2 separate regions of the Zea mays genome follow, and region 1 is linked to region 2. A link is a contact called in public Hi-C data. All regions are on one chromosome and are shown on one strand. The core of a region is the stretch at or near the end of the contact, and the rest is flanking DNA. Distances in the headings are between cores, read along the strand shown. Region 1 holds the start of LOC103646899 (putative aconitate hydratase, cytoplasmic). Region 2 holds the start of LOC100192852.

Region 1 (3,404 bases), core at 316-2,815, 560 kb before region 2:
AGGTTGGGGAGGAAGAATAGGGTGAAGCCCTGGAAGACGAATGGGACGTCTGACGATGGCAAAAACGATGGTGTGCGCATGCTGTGAAACGTCCTCGTGGACGTGCAATAGCCACTGTGCGGGTCAGAGTCGGGGCTGGTGTCGACGAATACGGGGAGGAGGCACATGCTCCCACACCCTCTATCGAGAATGGGGTGGCGCGGAGGCGCAGGCATGAGGGGAGAGAAAAGAAGCAGGATGGCGAACAAGGTGGTGGCAACTGAGACGATGACCATAATTATTGTGTGGAGGTATAACTGCTGGCCAAATGGGTCGTGTCTGGTGGGCCGGCCCGAGGCACGACCCATTTAATAGTGCATGGGGCAGCTCGGCACGAGCGACGTGCCATGCTTGGGCCGTAGCCTCGGACCGACACGATTTTTTTTGTATTTTACAAAAAATCGTATATACATATGTACAATTCATATTCAATATTAAAAACATCTGAACATGATGTTCTACTGGTTAAACAGTTTCACCTAGTGTCTCTCACTCTTCTTCCATTATTAGGGTGTGGGTTCGAACCCCACCTCCTGCACCGTTTTTTAACATTTTACGATGATTTAACCAAAGGGTCCGTCGGGCCCACGTGCCGTGTCTGGGCGGAACTGCGGCCGTCGGGCCTAACGAGCCGTTGCGCGGAGGGGACGGACGTGCATCGGGTTAATTTGAAATAGATGTGAGGAGTTATTTGTAAAAAGATGACTCGAAATAACTGTGCTAGTAGCAGTAGAAAGAAAATAATATAATATGTGTTAATTGGTATAGAGTTGAGATATAGAGTAAATATGATTACGATAAATTATAGTATATGTAGACTATCTTGATGACCAGGATAGAATATTATTTTTAAGATAGAAATTTAGAGTACAGATAGCCTTATTTCAAGAATGTTTGCTCCATATTTAGATAATTTGTTTTAGAACGAAAATCGAGTTGTGTGAGTTTAGTGATACGTGAACTGTCCTATGAGCAACCATGAGATTCATGTTTCACACATAAGGAAGCTAGTAGCATCAGAAATTAAAATCTACTAAGCGCTCTTCATTTACAACGCAAGATTTATTTAGGGGGGGCGTTTGGCAGAGCTTTTACAGCTCCGTTCACAACAAGAATCACTCCTACAGAGCTAAATGGTAAAAATCTCCATGAAGTTAGAGAATAGTTTTTGTCAAATAAATTCACTTCTGCTACAGAATAAATCGGAATCACTATATTGGAGAATCAGCTCTCGAAGTTAGAGAATTATGGAGCGAACCTATATATATGCCAAACGAGCCCTTAATAGAAATTATGTAGATTTTTCCCTACATTTTAAAGAAGAATACTAGTAGTATAGCAACATGAGATTCATCGTACATGTTAATAATAACGTCTGCATGTATCATGGCCGGGCTTGTTTCACCCGTGACTTAATAATTAGTGTACGGTAAGCATAATGGACACAAAAAAATTACCATGTCCCTGCTGGCCGGCTGCTCTCTGTGTTTTCTCTGTGCGTATAAGAAAGCTGCTTGCCTGGTCGTCGTCCTCATCACTTGTTCTTTGTGTTGAGGCCTCCATCATCTATCTCCTCTCTCGTCGTGCTGGCCGACCGGCGACGACCTATAGCTCCTGCCGCCTCACGTCGAACGCGCCATGGCCGCCAACTCAACAGGTAATTAATATAAGCAGAGGGTCGCCGAGCTAGCCAATATATATAGCTTTTAATTTGCGAATTGAATTGTATATATATATGCATTCCTTGCTTGTACTGTACGTACGTACGTGGTTGGCTAACTGATTTAAATCACACACACAGCCTGCTGTGATAGTACGTAGTAGCTAGCAGCTAGTACATGGTATATGCAGATGAAAAAGCATGCATGCAGCACGATGCTTGCACTTTCCAGCAGCCACCAGCAAGCAGATGCCAATTAAGCAGCAAATTCGAGTAGAATCTGCTGCACAATTAAATAATACAGATGAATTCGCTCTTTGCATCTCTTGCCAAGCGCTCGATCAGATCGATCGATATCCTGGCATGTGGATCTATAAGAGGCTTGGATCGTAGCTTCAAGATGGAGCCAGACCAGAGGAAATCACTAATGAAGCGCCGACGACCTTGCCGGAGGAGCAAGCAAAAGCAGGAGTGGTGGTGGTGGTGATTACAAGTGCCTACAGTTGTGCCGCGTACACTTTTCCGTGTTGCAGGGGTGGGTGGGGTGGGGGGTAGTATTGTCCATGGAGGGAGAAGAGAGTAATGACATAGCGCTTGAGCACTTGACTGAGGCGGGCGCTGCTTTTCCATCGGCGGCCTTTCGTTTCATCAGATCCTCCGCCTCTATTGGGCGCCGGGCAGCCAAGCTGCAGGCGGATGGGCGCGATAGCGGGACCACATCCTGCCGCCGCCGCCGCCGCCTGCCCCTCTTCCACTCCGATCCATGGAGCAGCAGCTCCTCTGTGGTGGTTGCCACACGCACACGCCTCCGCCGCCAAGCCTCCCCTGCCCCTGCCTCCGCCGCCGCCCACGGACCCTCTCTGTTTCATCGAGGTGCCACGCGATTCATCCGGACCAGCTGCTGCGTGCCCGCCTCGTCCCCGACGTCACCACCAGCGCCAAGCTACAACCACGCGACGACGCTCTCCATCGGATCCGAGTCGGAGTCGGAGGTGCTCTAAATCTACTACCACCATGTCACTTCACTAGCTATTACTATGACTATACTACCTACTCTATTATTAAGCCCCGCAGATATATAACTCAGTCGCTCATGACTTTAGTTTCGACTCCAGACTTAAATCAAGGCTTCTATCGTAACAGAATGTCTTCAAAGGAAATGCCCATTTCAATTCAATGTTTCTCTACAGCAATCATTTGTCTCCAATACGTAATCCCACTGTCCTTGCTTCGAACTTGTGTTTGCCTCAGCTACCAAGCATGCTTTCAAGCGTATATTGACGAGCCTGATTAAGCCTGGCGGTGGTGAATACGGCAAGTTCTTCAGCCTTCCCGCACTAAATGATCCAAGGATCGGTAAGTTTCTGTATTTTCAGTTTCTTCTTCCTTCCTTTTGCAATTTGCATACCTTTAAATATATGGTCTGCACAAATATATGCTAGTAGTACACGTAATCCTGTATAAACGTTCACATTTTCAACTAGGTTGTGTTCACTCGCTTCCATTAATTTCAACAAGAGCGTTTGTCTCATCTGCCACCTCTTTATAGTACTTAGTAGCAAACTTAAAAAAACTATGGCTATGCATAGGTGTAAACTTTTACACCTTTATTTTGTGTACTTATACAAATTGCAATGCCATACTTTTTGCAACATCGTGCATGTACATTAATATGCTAATGCTATTTTAAATAACCAAAAAAAAA
Region 2 (3,237 bases), core at 445-2,944:
GGATTATTTATTGTTCATGATAAGATTGTTTTGGTTAATTGGAACATGGAGCGACCACCCGAGGAAACAGTGCTACCACAAGAGTGGAATAGGATGTCCTTGACTGATTAATTAGGAAAGCTAGTGTGAGTTAATTATTTCCCAAAAGGGGCAAGTGGGGTGTGGGAAGCTGCCGGTATAGGGAGGTTCTCAGGTCGATCTGTCTACGATAGCTTTTCAGACGAGAGATTCCTATATCGTCCCTTTTTGCTTGAATCCGTAGTGGGTTCTCTTGTGCTAGTGAAACTTTGGAAAGGCCCTGTAGTGCTACCCTGCCTCGTCTCCTCGTTATAGATGAACGAGAGTCGAGACCCCTTGGCAAAATGGGTAACATGGCTTGTGGGTAAAGATGGACAATATATGAGAGTGTAAAACAATTATATCAGCCGTGCTCATGATCATAAGCGACTCGGACTCTCACATGAGTAGTTTATGTAATTAAATTTAACCAGTCATATATTGTGTTGCATTGTGGGATTTATTCATCATTGTGATCAATTATTTAATTTGGTTGATATACACTTATACTTAATAATTGCTAATAAAATTTTGACCAACTTATTAAAAGCAACACTCAACCTTAACCATTTTCCTTGGTAAGCCTTACACTACACATGAGACCCCACCGTAAGTGAGCTCATACAAATTATATCCCACACTTACTGAGCGATGACCATATGAGAGCTCACACTTGCTATAATCACATCAGTCAAGAATAGGTACTGCAAGATGAGAAGCATGAAGGATGCTACGATAAATTTGGAGAGGTCTAGGCTATCGTCTCTCAGTCAACTATAGTTGTGAAGGATCGTTGTCGTCATATGATGTATTTATTTAGCTATTTTTGTACATAACTCGTATTATATAATAAATATGTGACATTGATTTTTGTATCATGAATTATTATACACGTGAGATTTGATCCTAACATATATTTAAGACGCATCCGAGTTTACCCTTAAATCACAATTTTCTCTACAGCTTTAAAGCCCTATGGCTACGATAAAAGAGAACGGTTCGAAGAATATGAATGAGATTCCACCATCCAACTATCTTCTGTTAAATCTACTATTTTGAGATTTCACAATACTCCCTCTATCCTGCAACATACACCAGAGCTTTTCACTGGGATAACCACAGTTTTCAAGTGGGCCCGAGTCCGAGGCAAAGTTGGAAGAAGTGCACAATGTATTTTTGTCTGTAAAATATTTGTAGACAAATTTATCACCCTAAACTTATAACCTAGTATGATTTGTGTGTATTGGCGTTGTGTTATATTAGTAAAACCATTAATAAAACTACTTAAGATTAAAAAAATCACAAAAGTTAAGAGATTTAAAGAAAACCGGTTTGTAATTCATGAAGGAAAATCGAATGTAACAATAGTGGAGGAAATTAAATTGGATGTTCTAATAATAATAATAATAATAATAATAATAATAATAATAATAATAGTAATAATAATAATAATAGTAATAATAATAATAATAGTAATAATAATAATAATAATCTTTAAAGAGGATTCAGTAGAACGTTGGCTATGAAGCCCATGGCGAGCATAGATGGTTGCATTGAGCTGGGCCTTGTGATTCTAATGTTGTTGCAAAAACGAAAGGGTGTGGGTGGATGGTTGGGCGGCATGCGCGGTGGGGGAGGGGAAGAGAAAGCGAGAGGGAGAGAAATAGCAGGCCGCCTTGAGCTGGCATAGGACGCGACGGCCGACGGTCTCGGTCTCGCAGGGGCAGGGCTGGGCGGTCGACGGAGGCCAATTCTCCAACTTCCTCCCTCCGTCGATCATCCAGCACCAGCAGGAGAATCCCGTCGAATCCCCCTCTCAACCAAGGGCGCGCGCGCGTGCGTATGCCTCCTCCAGATCCAAAGCAACAGACAGCGAGGGGGCACCGGGGTCCGCCGCATGTTTGCGATTTATGGAGGATCATGCTTTCTTGCTTACTACATTAGCTCCTGACGCGCCGCCCTCCCCTCGCGTTCATTGATTTCTGTTATAATTACTACCGAGCTACTATCTCCACATTATTATTGGTAAAGAAAGAAAGGGCGCCTCCTCTAATTTGATGGGCATTCCGTTTCCTTCTCAACTTCAACGCCAACAACAGGTAGGGCGGAGCACCATTCTTTTTCTTTTGTACATTTGTTATCGACTCTATAATCGTTCTTCAACAAGGTTGCATAGAGAAAAGGTCCATTTCATGTTGAGGAATATTGAATCGAGAATTTTATAATGACCTCATTGCAGTTGATGCTACTATGGTTGGAAATCGGGCATGGTTCGGAGGGCTTTTCAGCGGCTCAGGCAAAAGGCGACAAGTCAGTGCAGAGAAGATAGTGCTTGATCTAACCCCTGTACAGGTACAGATGCACTGCCATCGTTATCATGATGTGTTTATTAGGCATAGTACATGCATGATTCTGTGTCGTCTCTTGTTTTTAGGGAAACAATAAATGAAATAGAATAAGCACAATGGCATGGACCATGCAAGCTTAATTGCGTTTCTTCCTACGCCTGAAATAACCCTGGTCTTAAATATTCATTCAGGAACAGAGACTGCAAAGTCTGAAGGAAAGGCTAAATGTACCTTACGACGAAACTCGGACGGATCATCAAGTGAGGAAACTCTCGACTCAATTAGCTTCACGACGAGGAGTACTTTATCATCAATACGGATTTCAATCCGTGTGTCCCTATGATGTAGATAGAGGCTTCAAACTTACTCTAGAGTAATCTAGAAACAAAATTGGTATTCTGCAACACTTAGCACAATGTAGATAGAGACTTCAAAATGCAACTAGCTTTGCTCTTTGTTTTGCTTAGTTAGTTATACCCTCATATTGACTTTGAGCCGATGTTGACTTGTGAAATTTATAATATTGTGTGCTTTGGATTTAGGATTCGCTTAGGGCTCTATGGAATGCCTCCTTTCCCGATACAGAGCTCACTAGCTTAGTTTCGGAACAGTGGAAAGACATGGGGTGGCAGGGCGTCAACCCAGCAACTGATTTCAGGTTAATCCGAGTTTTTTTGTTGCCTCTCTATGCACTATTTTAGGTTGTCGAAAATATGCTTCACACTTCCTTTCCTTTTAGAGGCCTGCAACCAGCTGCTGGTCCTGCATTTCCCTGACAGATGAAGAGTACGTCTTAACAATATCGTGTTACTTTGATTCCAGGGGCTGTGGA

Evidence for each region. Hi-C and Micro-C count contacts between places; a contact is called where the count stands out from the background.
Region 1: a contact with region 2 is called in a Hi-C map of endosperm, with 2.7 times the contacts expected there. The contact joins the promoter of LOC103646899 here to the promoter of LOC100192852 in region 2. A contact is called at or near these places in 4 of 25 Hi-C or Micro-C datasets (ear, endosperm, leaf and 1 more).

The regions. Positions count from the first base shown.
Region 1 is chr2:118,209,720-118,213,123 of Zm-B73-REFERENCE-NAM-5.0, reverse strand. LOC103646899 (putative aconitate hydratase, cytoplasmic) reads left to right here and starts at 1,565. Exons shown (of 20, transcript XM_008671525.3): 1 at 1,565-1,696; 2 at 2,951-3,055. The coding sequence starts at 1,678.
Region 2 is chr2:117,646,769-117,650,005 of Zm-B73-REFERENCE-NAM-5.0, reverse strand. It overlaps LOC100192852, which reads left to right and starts at 1,694. Exons shown (of 8, transcript NM_001138042.1): 1 at 1,694-2,156; 2 at 2,297-2,409; 3 at 2,597-2,665; 4 at 2,948-3,063; 5 at 3,228-3,237. The coding sequence starts at 2,308.